Linked DNA regions of Mus musculus: region 2 is linked to region 1. Evidence: chromatin contacts called from public Hi-C data. All regions are on one chromosome and are shown on one strand. Each heading gives the region's core, a stretch centred on a gene start, on an enhancer-like site or on the middle of the called end of the contact. The rest is flanking DNA. Distances are from core to core; before and after follow the strand shown. Region 1 overlaps 4932438A13Rik (RIKEN cDNA 4932438A13 gene). Region 2 has its middle 20 kb from the start of Gm36168.

Evidence for each region. A called contact is a pair of places that touch in the nucleus more often than the background predicts.
Region 2: a Hi-C map of the MNK3 cell line shows a contact between it and region 1, with 6 times the contacts expected there. The contact joins two enhancer-like sites. A contact is called at or near these places in 2 of 15 datasets of contacts at CTCF or cohesin (CD8 T cells and the NIH/3T3 cell line), 9 of 484 Hi-C or Micro-C datasets (the HL-1 cell line, the MNK3 cell line, Th2 cells and 3 more), 8 of 115 datasets of contacts at active chromatin or transcription factors (T-cell acute lymphoblastic leukemia, embryonic hindbrain, embryonic limb bud and 5 more) and 1 of 9 other capture datasets (liver).

What each region holds. Positions count from the first base shown.
Region 1 is chr3:36,903,963-36,910,127 of GRCm38.p6, forward strand. 4932438A13Rik (RIKEN cDNA 4932438A13 gene) reads left to right here. Exons shown (of 86, transcript NM_172679.2): 14 at 2,729-2,820; 15 at 4,170-4,287. Among named protein-coding and RNA genes, the nearest start is that of 4932438A13Rik, 44 kb to the left of the region's middle. Within about 2 kb of position 3,944, at least 4 of the 459 cell types and tissues checked have an H3K27ac peak or open chromatin away from gene starts, as enhancers often do. A contact at or near this core is called in the MNK3 cell line, where this site is marked.
Region 2 is chr3:37,201,638-37,207,802 of GRCm38.p6, forward strand. No RefSeq gene overlaps it. Among named protein-coding and RNA genes, the nearest start is that of Gm36168, 20 kb to the right of the region's middle. Within about 2 kb of position 2,499, at least 204 of the 459 cell types and tissues checked have an H3K27ac peak or open chromatin away from gene starts, as enhancers often do. A contact at or near this core is called in the MNK3 cell line, where this site is marked.

The sequences.
Region 1 (6,165 bases), core at 2,694-5,193:
CATCTATGGTAATTGAGAGTTTGGCCGGGTATAGTAGCCTGGGCTGGCATTTGTGTTCTCTTAGTGTCTGTATAACATCTGTCCAGGCTCTTCTGGCTTTCATAGTCTCTGGTGAAAAGTCTGGTGTAATTCTGATAGGCCTTCCTTTATATGTTACTTGACCTTTCTCCCTTACTGCTTTTAATATTCTATCTTTATTTAGTGCATTTGTTGTTCTGATTATTATGTGTCGGGAGGAATTTCTTTTCTGGTCCAGTCTATTTGGAGTTCTGTAGGCTTCTTGTATGATCATGGGCATCTCTTTTTTTATGTTTGGGAAGTTTTCTTCTATAATTTTGTTGAAGATATTAGCTGGCCCTTTAAGTTGAAAATCTTCATTCTCATCAATTCCTATTATCCGTAGGTTTGGTCTTCTCATTGTGTCCTGGATTACCTGGATGTTTTGAGTTAGGATCCTTTTGCATTTTGTATTTTCTTTGACTGTTGTGTCGATGTTCTCTATGGAATCTTCTGCACCTGAGATTCTCTCTTCCATTTCTTGTATTCTGTTGCTGATGCTCGCATCTATGGTTCCAGATCTCTTTCCTAGGGTTTCTATCTCCAGCGTTGCCTCGCTTTGGGTTTTCTTTATTGTGTCTACTTCCCCTTTTAGTTCTAGTATGGTTTTGTTCATTTCCATCACCTGTTTGGATGTGTTTTCCTGTTTTTCTTTAATGATTTCTACCTGTTTGGCTGTGTTTTCCTGCTTTTCTTTAAGGGCCTGTAACTCTTTAGCAGTGCTCTCCTGTAATTCTTTAAGTGACTTATGAAAGTCCTTCTTGATGTCCTCTATCATCATCATGAGAAATGTTTTTAAATCTGGATCTAGATTTTCGGTTGTGTTGGGGTGCCCAGGACTAGGTGGGGTGGGAGTGCTGCGTTCTGATGATGGTGAGTGGTCTTGATTTCTGTTAGTAGGATTCTTACGTTTGCCTTTCGCCATCTGGTAATCTCTGAAGCTAGCTGTTTTAGTTGTCACTGTTAAGAGCTTGTTCTTCAGGTGACTCTGTTAGCCTCTATAAGCAGACCTGGAGGGTAGCACTCTCCTAGTTTCAGTGGGGAGAGTATTCTCTGCAGGCAAGCTCTCTTCTTGCAGGGCAGGTACCCAGATATCTGGTGTTCGAACCAGACTCCTGGCAGAAGTTGTGTACCACTCACTAGAGGTCTTAGGATCTCGTGTGGAATCCTGTGTGGGCCCTTGCGGGAGTCAGGCGACTCCGCTGGCAAGGTAGCCCGGGGCTCAAGTGGAGTGGAAGGGGTTTGTGCCCCAGATCAAGCCCGGGTAGCCTGCTTCCCTATGTACAGCAGTCTCAGGTTCTGCGCGATTGGATTGGGGCAGGCGCTATGTTCCACTCACCAGAGGTCTTAGGATCCCGTGGGGAGTCCCGTGTGGGCCCTTGCGGGTGTTGGGCAAGACTCTGCTGGCAAGGTAGCCCCTACAACTGGATCTTATGGAAGCTATTTCTCAATTGGGATTCCCTCCTTTCAGATAACTCTAGCTTGTGTCAAGTTGACATAGACTAGCCAGGGTAGTAATTCACATAGTAAATATCCCTGTGTCATTCTACAGTGCAAACTTGTTCAAATGTTGGCACACTGAGATAAGGGGCCACTTGAAGACTGAGAAATCAGTATCTCAGATCCCCATATAGTAGAAAGAGAGAACTAACTCTCATAGGTTATCTATCCTCTGACCTCCACACACACATCTACCTGACTGAATAAAATGTAAAAGATTATTAAAAGAATTTGGTAGATTTAAGATAATTTTATGGACCTGCGATTCCAAATACACAGAAGCCTGAAATATTTTTCATATTCAGATGTTTGGGATGAAAAAGAAAGCCTACATCAGGGCACATGCCAGGGTAGTTATAAAACTTTTAGAATAATAACATGTAGCTGTGATCTTTGAAAAAGAAGCCAGTTAAAAGAGGAAATGGCACTTCAAACTTCTGCTTATGCCGAGAATGGCCTGTATTGATGTGAGACTGTCATTACAGGAGACATATATAATATTTGGCAACTGTTTTTATATAGGGAATACTTGAAAAATCATAAAAAATATATATACTTGAATCAGTAGCTAAAGAAAAAGTATAGGACTTGTGCTTATAGTTGAAAAGTTTTGCTTAGAAGTAAACATGTACAACGTTCTCACATTCATAAGCTTTGCATCCATAGACTAAAGCAGTTATGATATGGAAATATTTAAGAAGAGTTGCACTTGTAGTATGTATTTTCCCTTGTTATCTTCTAAACAATACTGTTCAGTGGTTACTGCATAGCATTTATATTATATTAAATATATAAGTAATGTGAGATAATTTGGCATATGTGGGAGATACATGTAACAATTGGAATATTTTGATATTTCACATAAAAGTCTTGAACGTCTGTAGATTTTAATTTAAATGTAGCATTTTAGAACCATTGTATATGGATATTGAGAGGCCACTATGGGTTTGCTCTCAAAAGCAAACCAGGATAGATACCATGTGGTGGTGATGTTTACTCATTGTTGTCTTAGATGAGGAGGATCCCTTGTTACATTAGCAAGCTTCCCGTCACTGAAGCTGTGTTTCAAGGATTTCAGTTTTGAAGTGGTAGAAGGAGTTGGTTCTACTGCAAAAATTTAAATTGTGTACTTTTTATTCTGGCTCTTACATTTTATGTTTTTATTTATTAGGTTATACCCCTGCTATTAAAGGACAACTATTACATGTTGATGCTACTACCAGTATGCAATATCGGACCCTTTTAGAAGCAGAGATGTTAGCAGTAAGTCTAAATATATGATATACATTTGTTTAGTAGGTATAGACTTAGTTTTAATTTTCTAATGTAAAATTTCTAAAACTTGTCTGTATTCTTATTTGAGAACTACCAACTAGGTACTCTGGTTATACCAAGCTTGGGAAGAGTGGCAGATTACTCGTACTGTGTGCTGCCTTTGACATCCTTTATACTGTTCCACTTCTAATACATAGGAAGTGCTAGGAGCTCACAAACTGTTAGGATGTAATTTTTAAATTCCACGTATTTTTCCAAAATTGTAAATAAAGTAATTTTTGATTGCATGTTCTGACCCTATTGGGCTTCTCTCAGGACTTAATTAATTTTATTCTTTGACCTAAGTCAGTGACTAAGTTTTAAAGAAAAAAGTCTTGATGGTACCCTGAATATTTGGAAGTGGCCATGGTTTAAATTTCAGATTAGGTTCTCATTAATATGTTACTTTAAAAAAAGGGCAGTAACAACAACAACAACAACAACAACAACTCTGTAGGATGGTTGGTATTCACAGAAGATTCATTTACATCAGATGATGTCATAAGGTTCTTAGTTACTTGTTTTAAGCCAACATCTTATACATTCAGATGTGTAAGATGAAATTTGATAATTAGTAAGAAAAGCCCCCCCCAACACTCAGATTATAATCATCTATGAGAGCATGCACAAATAGTCAGGTATGTTTTAGCCTCAAAGTCTCTGTGCAGTCTTTTCTCTTGGTGTGGGTTAAGTCAATTCCACTGTAGTTGAAATAAAAAACAACTTATTTCTTAGAGTATGAGTATAAAAACATGTAGTCAGTATATGAATAATGTAAAATTACTATATAAAATCTATTATTACATAAAAATATAGTATTAAACTTATCAAATTTAACATTCATTACAGTTCTGCACTTGATGGAACTCTCAAGCTGTTGCTGATAAGTGGGACCATGTAAAACAGTGCTAGTCCTCGGCAGGCAGCTGTTTCCTGTGCAGCAATGCCAAGGCCAGGCTGTAGGATAGTACCCATGATAGTCCGCCTTCCTTCCTTTAACAGAGGAGGAATTAGGGACTTGGGCTGTTTGTTACCTGCTACGTTAGCTGGTGTGTGTTGCTGAAACTAGAGAATATTTCTTTCCCCTCAGAGAATTTTGACCACATCAAAGCTTAATATCTCAAAGATCTGGGTATTGACCATAGACACTGACCTTTTACAGCAGTTTTAAAAGTCTCAAAGACACTTTCTGTTCATCTCAGTGGGAAAATAAGTTTTAATTACTCTCCAGATTATATGACTTCATTCCCAATGCTGTTAGCATTGTCACATTTTAACCTCTAACATTTGTTTTGCAGTTCCACATCAATGCCAGCTACCCCAGAATTTGGAACATGCCACAGACATGGCAATGTGAATTGGAAGTATATAAAGCCACATACCACTTCATCTTTGCACAGAAGAACTTCTTTACAGGTAATTTCTGGTAAATATCGACAGTTACTTGTGTGGTGAGCTTATTTATATTCTGTAGGTTTTACTTTTACATTTAATATAGGGGTGTGCTGACATGACATGATATGTGTGCTTTCCTTTTTTCCTATAATTTTTCCATTTATTATTCTCCCATATATTGTATCCCAAACTGCAGTTTCCCCTTCGTCCTCTCCTCCCAGTCCATCCCTCTACCTCCTCTTTCCCTGGATCCACATCTACCCCTTCACCTTTTCCTCAGAAAAGAACAGGCCTTCCTGAGACATCAACCAAATATAGTATAAAAATCTACCATAAGACTAAGCATGTATTCTAGCATCAAGGCTGGATGAGGTAACCCGGTAAGAGGAAAAGGCTCCTAAAAGCAGGCAAAAGAGTCAAGAGACATCCCCTGCGCACACTGTTAACAATCCCATAAAACCACCAAGCGACAGAAATATAACATATATGCAGAGGACCTAGGTCAGGCTGTACAGGCTCCCTGATCTCTGTGAGCCCATTTGAGTCCCAGTCTGTTGATTCTGTGTGCTTTGTTCTTATGGTGTCCTTGATCCTGTGGATCCTCCAGTCTTTCCTACCCCTCTCAGGACTCCATAAGCTCTCCCTGAATTTGGCTGTGGGACTCTGCATCTGCTCCCATCTGTTGCTGGATGAAGTCTCTCTGGTTTCTCTGATGACAGTTATTCTAGGCTCTGGTCCCAGCATATCCTGCAGGGATGACAAACGGTAGGTTGGAGATTTCTGTGGCTGGGTTGGTGTCCCAGTCTCTCCACTTGAGACCTGGTTAGAGGGGATGGCCAGTTCAGACTCCATGCCAACCAGAGGTTCTTTCATCCTTGAGAAGAGTTTTTGCTTTCCTAGGTTTTTTGTTATTCCAGATGAATTTGCAGATTGCCCTTTCTAATTTGTTGAAGAATTGAGTTGGAATTTTTGATGGGGATTGCATTGAATCTGTAGATTGCTTTTGGCAAGATAGCCATTTTTACTATATTGATCCTGCCCATCCATGAGCTTGGGAGATCTTTCCATCTTCTGAGATCTTCTTTAATTTCTTTCTTCAGAGACTTGAAGTTCTTACCATACAGATCTTTCACTTCCTTAGTTAGAGTTATGCCAAGGTATTTTATATTATTTGTGACTATTGAGAAGGGTGTTGTTTCCCTAATTTCTCTCTCAGCCTGTTTATCCTTTGTGTAGAGAAAGGCCATTGACTTGTTTGAGTTAATTTTATATCCTGCTACTTCACTGAAGCTGTCCATGTCCGCCCGTTTCTAGGAGTCTTTGCTAGTGTAGATTCCAAGGAGATTCCATTGCACCAAGTTTTTACCTTACTTCTGCAATGTTTTCCAGTTCTCTCCCAATATTCTCTCCCTCAGTCACCCCACCCTATCCTTCCTCTTCCTGTTCGCACTCACCCCCAGTGCACCCTCGAAATTGATTCTATTTCCCCTTCCTAGGAAGATCCTTACCCCTCTCCCGTCCCCTCCCCAAGCCCTTCCTGTTCATTACCCTCTCTGGGTCTGTGGACACTAGCATGGCTATCCTTTACTTTATAGCTGATACCCACCTACAAGTGAGCACCAGCCATGCTTGTTTTTACTCTGGATGTTTTTTTCTGGTTTCATCCATTTGCTAGCAAATTTTATGATGCCATTTTTTTTTAACAGCTAAGTAAAACTCCAATGTATCAATGTCCCATTTTTTTTTTAATCCATTCTTTGGTTACACATCTAAGTTGTTTCCAGTTTCTGGCTATTATGAATAAATTTGCTCTGAACATAATTGATCAAAAGTGTCCTTGTGGTCTAGTGGGGCACCTTTTGAATATATGTCTAGGGGTGGTATGGCTGGGTGTTGAGA
Region 2 (6,165 bases), core at 1,249-3,748, 300 kb after region 1:
TCAGGGATTGGTGGAGTGTGAGCGGGCTGAGGAAGACAGTGAGACAGACTCAGAGCTGAGAGTAAGAGTGGGGGAGGGCAGCAGAGTCCCTGGCAGGAGACAGAGCCAGACCTGCCTTTCAGGCAAACTGGCTGGACTAGTAGTTGCAGCAGGCTGCAAATGAGAGAGGGGGAGGGGAAAGTTTGCCACATGGATCATTAGCAAGAAAGTGCCAGTTTAGTGTTGATGTAGAGATATTGTTTTAGACCAAGACATCCCATTAAGTAGGGACCAGGCAGAGAAATACTGACCCCTGGGCGAGAGAATAGGGTTATTAGCTGCCCCTACCAGTGTCCTGAGGACATTAACAACCTAAGAGAGATTCTAGCACAGGCCAGACCACCAGGTCGACTTGTGATGGCTGGGGGCTAACGCTCAGAGCCTGTGCTCTTGAGCCAGTTCATCCAAACCCAGGAATTTCTCAGCTTCGAGAAACTGTCTACAAGGAGAGGGAAATCTCACCCAAGGGAAAAAGTCCTAAAACGAGGGTCAGGGAAAAACTGAATGTCTTCCATCCTCAAGGACAACACAGGGGTAGCTCCGAGCTCAGGAACTCTCCCCTGGGACCATGCAGATGGGAAGGGATGGGGGCTTACCAGTTCTGGGCTAGCAAGCGTGGATCTCTTGTGGTGACTGAGGTGGGATGTCTCAGTGGGCCCATACTGAGGCATCCCTTCCCCATGAGGGACCAGCCACACAATAGTATAGTATAGAATAGAGTTTATTCAGGGCATGGGAAGGGGAGTTAAGAGGGTAGTAGAGGCAGAGAAAGGCAGAGAGAGGGAGAGAGTAAAGAAGTAGAAGCTGGCCATGGCCATGGGCATGTGGAGAGAGGGGGAAGGGAAGAGCCCAAGATGGCAAGAGAGAAGCAAGCAGTAAGCAAGAGTAAGAGAGGGAGGAGGGGGGCAAGCAGCCCCTTCTATAGTAGGTCAGGCCTAACTGGCTGTTGCCAGGTAACTGTGGGGATGGAGTTTAGATACAATGCTAACTAACCTGCCATTAAACTATATATGGATCTCCTTATTCCCAAGTTTTTGGTGGCAAAACTCAATCTATCTGCCTAATGGCTTCATTCTACTGATATCAGGCTCCCTTGGGAACTCACAGTAGAGCTGGGCTGAAGGGACCCAGGACACAGCCCCAGAGCAAGAGCCATATGAGCAGGGAGGAAAAATACAAATTATACTCAACACTCAGAGGCAGAGCTAAATCCTGCTTTTCTTTACTTTGTTCTGGGTGCACACCCTATCCCCAGAGCCGGTGATATAGTAAAGGATCCAGACCCAGACACGGCCCGGTGGCTGTCAATCACACCAGCTACACTCAAAATCCACTTCCTCACAGAATGCTAGGGGGGGGCGATGATTGAGCTCTGTACTCAGTGTTGTCCTTTCCTCAGGCTGAGATGTACTCTTATGGATGGTCCTGCACATAAGCGTAGGACTAACCTCAGTGCCTGCTGAAGCACGCTCCCTCCCTTCTGCAAACTGTGCAGACCTGGCCTTCCCTGACTCCTCTGCTATTCTAAGCACTTCCTTTCCTTTCAGTTTTAGTGAATCTTTGATGGCGGATTAGATACTAGGGAAACCCTGCTCTACTAGGGCATCCAAGCAACCCTGCTGTGTCTTTCAAATATTTCCTGTTGCTTTTCTGGGGATTCCTCCCTGGTGAGGTCCTTGGTCAGTCTATCCAGGCTTCTTTCGGTAGAACAAAGGCCAGATCCTTAGTTGCTCCTGGCGCCTTCTTATCTAAAAATAGCCTTGCAAACCTGATTTTATCCATTTTCTATAAATTCCCAGGGAGCCCCCGTAGTGCTCCTTAAGGTCTAAGTAATAGTGACAGTTTGCTTTTATGGCTGAGCTGTGGTCATAACGTATTCTCTTTGCCAGCACAATTGGAACAATAAGACATTTACAACCAGTGCGAAAGTCTAGCCCCTGTCATAAGCCAGCCACTTAGAGATCATAATGTCACCTCCATATCCTATAGCTAAAGTCCTCAGGAAACACCCAGCTGTGCCAACTTAGGGGGTCTAACTCCCACTAACTGGGGGACTTGGTCAAATGATATATATGTATACAGAGAATGGATTTTACATTCAGAGGCCTCCTTACTCTGCATATCCTTACAATAGTGCCTGAAACAGATAATTCTAAAAAATACCTCATAATCATAATTGCTTTATGTCTTGTATCCAAAAGAGGCAAATCAAATCAATCAATCTTAATCAAATGCAAGCCTATTTCAGAACGCATGTCGCAGGACCCTGTTAGGTAAGCTGTGGGACTGACGACTTCTTCATGGAAACTCTGGCTTGAATATAGAATTATCTGTAAGGAGGGAGGAAGGAGGACAGAAAAGATCAAGCTCCTGACAGAATAATTTCCCTAAGGACGCACCAAGTCAGATGATTGGTTTCTTCCCCTGCACTGCCCCCTTGTGGTAAAATGTCGTTAGTGTTTTGGTAGAAAGAGGAAGTAAAGGAGACAGCGATGAAGGGAAGTCGGGCTCCAAAGAGGAGCTGCCAGCCTTCAAGGAGCTTGTGGGGAACCCTGCCCTGCCAGAGCTTCCTGTTCTTTGCTTTGTGGCCCTGTGAGAGGCGGCAGCTGCTGCTGCCCCACCCTGACCCTTTCTCTCCTCATCAGATCTGAGCAGCGTAACCAAAGATACATGGCACAGACCTCAGGAGCCCGCAGGAAAGGAGCGCCTTCCTGGAACGGTTTACCTTGCCCAGTCGTCCTGGACGCTCCCAAAGGAGGTTCTGTCGTTGTTAGCGATGTACATCAGTCTCCAGTGAGGCACATAACGCTTCAGTGAACATCTCGTCCAAAGGGACATTTGAAAGAACAAAAGAAGACCAGAAATATTTCTGAAGGAGTAGAAGCTGGGAGGGGACTTTGGGACACTTCTTTCAAGTTTCCTCCTCTGCTAAGAGAAATCTACAAACACAGGGGATTGTGTTATTCGCGTCACTGAGAGCAAGAGGAGAACGTCTGATTTGGGCATAGTATTCCAAGCACAGTTTATCGAAGTAACTGGACTCATAAATACAAAGTTGGAAAGCATCTCATGTGTACTGGGTTCTCCCTGGGAGCAAGTGCCTGTCACTGTCAGGGGAGACCTCTCCTGGAGGGCACAAATACTGCAACGTGTCAGTGATCCAGTTTCAGGAGTGAAAAATAATGTTTTGTGCAAATGCATTAATATTCTTCAAAATCTAGAAAGACATCAGAACTAGGAAGGTAACTATTGAGTGCAAACTAGCTTTTGGATGCCGTATTACTTCTTAATAAAATTTTACTAAAACTACAACCCTGAAAATAAATCAGATACTACAAATATATCCTTGTTTGAAGGCGGTGATAGATACCTGGTACGGACCAGATTGTGTCAGTGAGCAGGATCGACCCTTCCCCAGACACATTTTCAGTCAACACTTTCCTGTTCTGAGATGAGGTCCAAGGAGCGCTGGGTGCTCAGATACACTGGGGCTTTGCTCTGTAAGCAGCCTGTGGTTTCTGGGGTCCCCAGCAGAACCCCAGGGCTCTCTACCCCACATTTTGCTCTGGAAACCCAAGAGTCCTGTTGTGATTTATGAAGTGACAGAGTTAGGAAGAAAGGCAGCTCTTGGACCCGTAGCCCAACCAAACACACAAGCTGTGGTCGTCGCCCCAGACAACTGCTCTTCAGCAGGCTTGAGATTTCTCCACAGAGAGCAGAGTCCTTTCATGTGGGCAAAGAACGACTTTATCAGACAGAATGCCTCGATGCTTATGAAATGCTTCCTGAGAGGGAGGAAGTCAGGCTATAATTGGGGCAGAATTTACAACAGCGAAATCACATTTGGGCAAGTTCTCTCTTATTGCAAGGGGCCTCCGAGCCACTAGAGATGCTTCATAGATTGCCACTGTCACCTGCTGGCTGGCCTCCAACTGCCATGAGGCCCAGGGAGGGGAAGGCAGGTAGGCCCCTGAATCAAGGCTTGGGTGGTACCCAGAACACTCTGGATCACATGACCGACTTGGTTCTTAGAGGACAAGGTTTGGAAACTTTGATGTATAGGTCTAAAGCCTCAGTAGGAGGGAAGTTGGGTGGTGTCTGTCTCACCTGGTGCAGTGGCAGTGAGGCTGTAACAACTGCCCAGTCACTAGCCTGAAGCAGATGTTGTATTTAGTGCTAAGGTCACCTGTAGTTTATATGTAGCTCTTCTTGTTCACATGAAACATAGAAATCTACTTGACAGCCCCAAACGTCACTGCCACTATTGTGTTTCCTAAGGAATACAGCTGGAAGCTCATCTGTTCTTGAGCCAAGTCTTTCCCAGAACACATGGGTGGGTCTGACTGCAGAGAAATGGAGAAGATGGCAGAAATATGAAGATCAGAAAGACTGTCCAAAGGACAGAATAACAGACAGTAAAGGGCCGAGATGGATTTCATGAACAAAAGCAAAACTCAAAGTGCACATCATCTTGCGGTTGGGAAGTCCATCTCCTTCTGCTCCTTGTGGGAAATGAAGCCAATGCCATATCAAAACAAACAAAAAAATCTTGCAGCTTAACAATCCCAAAAGCTTACATCATTTTAAAATCTGTGCACTCAACATAGTAATGTCTCTTTTTTATCTCAAGAAGGTGTTCCTGCATAACTGCATACCTTCTAATGAATAGACTCACAGAAATAAAAAATAAAGCAATTTTTGTTCTTCCCCACAGGTTCATGTGAATGACTGATGTCTATTGCATAGAGGCTTACATGACTCTTGGGGTCCCCACCCCCACACTCTACCTCCCTGCCACCCCCACCCCCACACTCAACCTCTCTGCCACCCCAGGCTGCCTTACCACCCCAGGCTCTTACACTGTGGTGTTCAGCACTTCTGTCAGGGTGAGTTCCACAACTGGGAACCCTTGGCATCAGAAGCTACTGGGAACCTTACATTAAAATGGAGAGGGAAAAAATGCGAGTGTATGCGGGGTGGACATGAAAATCAAAGGCTGATCGGAGTGAGTGTTACAGATTGTATTGCTATGAGATCTCACAGGGGGTTCCTTTCAGCTCCATGGCCTTGCTTTCTCTGTTGAATGAATTCATATGAGACATGAAGTGGGGTACAGAACAGATGACAAGTAGAGATTATCACAAAGAGACAAGGGACAAGAGTGGCCAGTGGCCAGAGAGACCACTGTGAAGGAAAAAATGCATAATGTGGTAGTCGACAGTGAACAGGTGTGCGTATGAAGGCTTTATACTACTCTCAAGCATTTATGAAACATATTTCACTGTCCGGGTGATTGACAGGCCCATTTGGGTTCACTCTTCAGGGGGAGGGACAATGGTTTGTCTCTATTCTTTACTAGAAAGCCCCAATTCCTCCCAAGCCAGAGATAAGACTGAGATCCCATTCTGTTGGCCAAAAATCATGTAGTGGGGTAGACCCATAAGAATGAAAGAAAAGCATCTATAAAAATAGCCATATTTACCCAGAGGAAATGAGCTGCTCAGAACGGGACTCACTGATGCACAGCCACCTGGACCTTCCGACCTTCCGTACAGCTTTAAATCTTGAGGGGCAATTGGGAATCTTTCCTCCTTCTTAAAATTAGTATTACCAGAGACACAGGGCCCATAAGTGATTGTAAAGGACAGGCCTCATCCTCAATGACTTTCAAGCCCCAGAGTCTCTATCACCATACCTAAAACTCTGTTACATTAAGGAGGCTTTTCAAATGTTTTCTTTAAGGCTTTTTGTTTTTTTCTGTATATCGTGGATTAGCCAAGTTTTTTTAAAAAAACATGATCTAGTGAGATTTTGATTAAAAAAAAATTCAGTTTTCCTAACATTACATAAAGAACTAAGGAGTTTTCATTGCTCTGGGATGTACTAACAGGTGCATCCAGCCCTTTGACATTGCAATAGAACACTGCCCGTCTCAAAGCTCACACTTGAGAACCTCATCGTGAAATTATGAAAAAATATAAACATGCCTTATGATGTCTCAACTAGGCTGACAATTTTGTGTTGGACCACATTCTTAGCACTCCTCGTGGTCTACAGGATGGACATGCCTAGTGCATGATGGGTAGTAGGTTTCTGAAAGACATTAGAGAGAGGAAATTTGAAGGA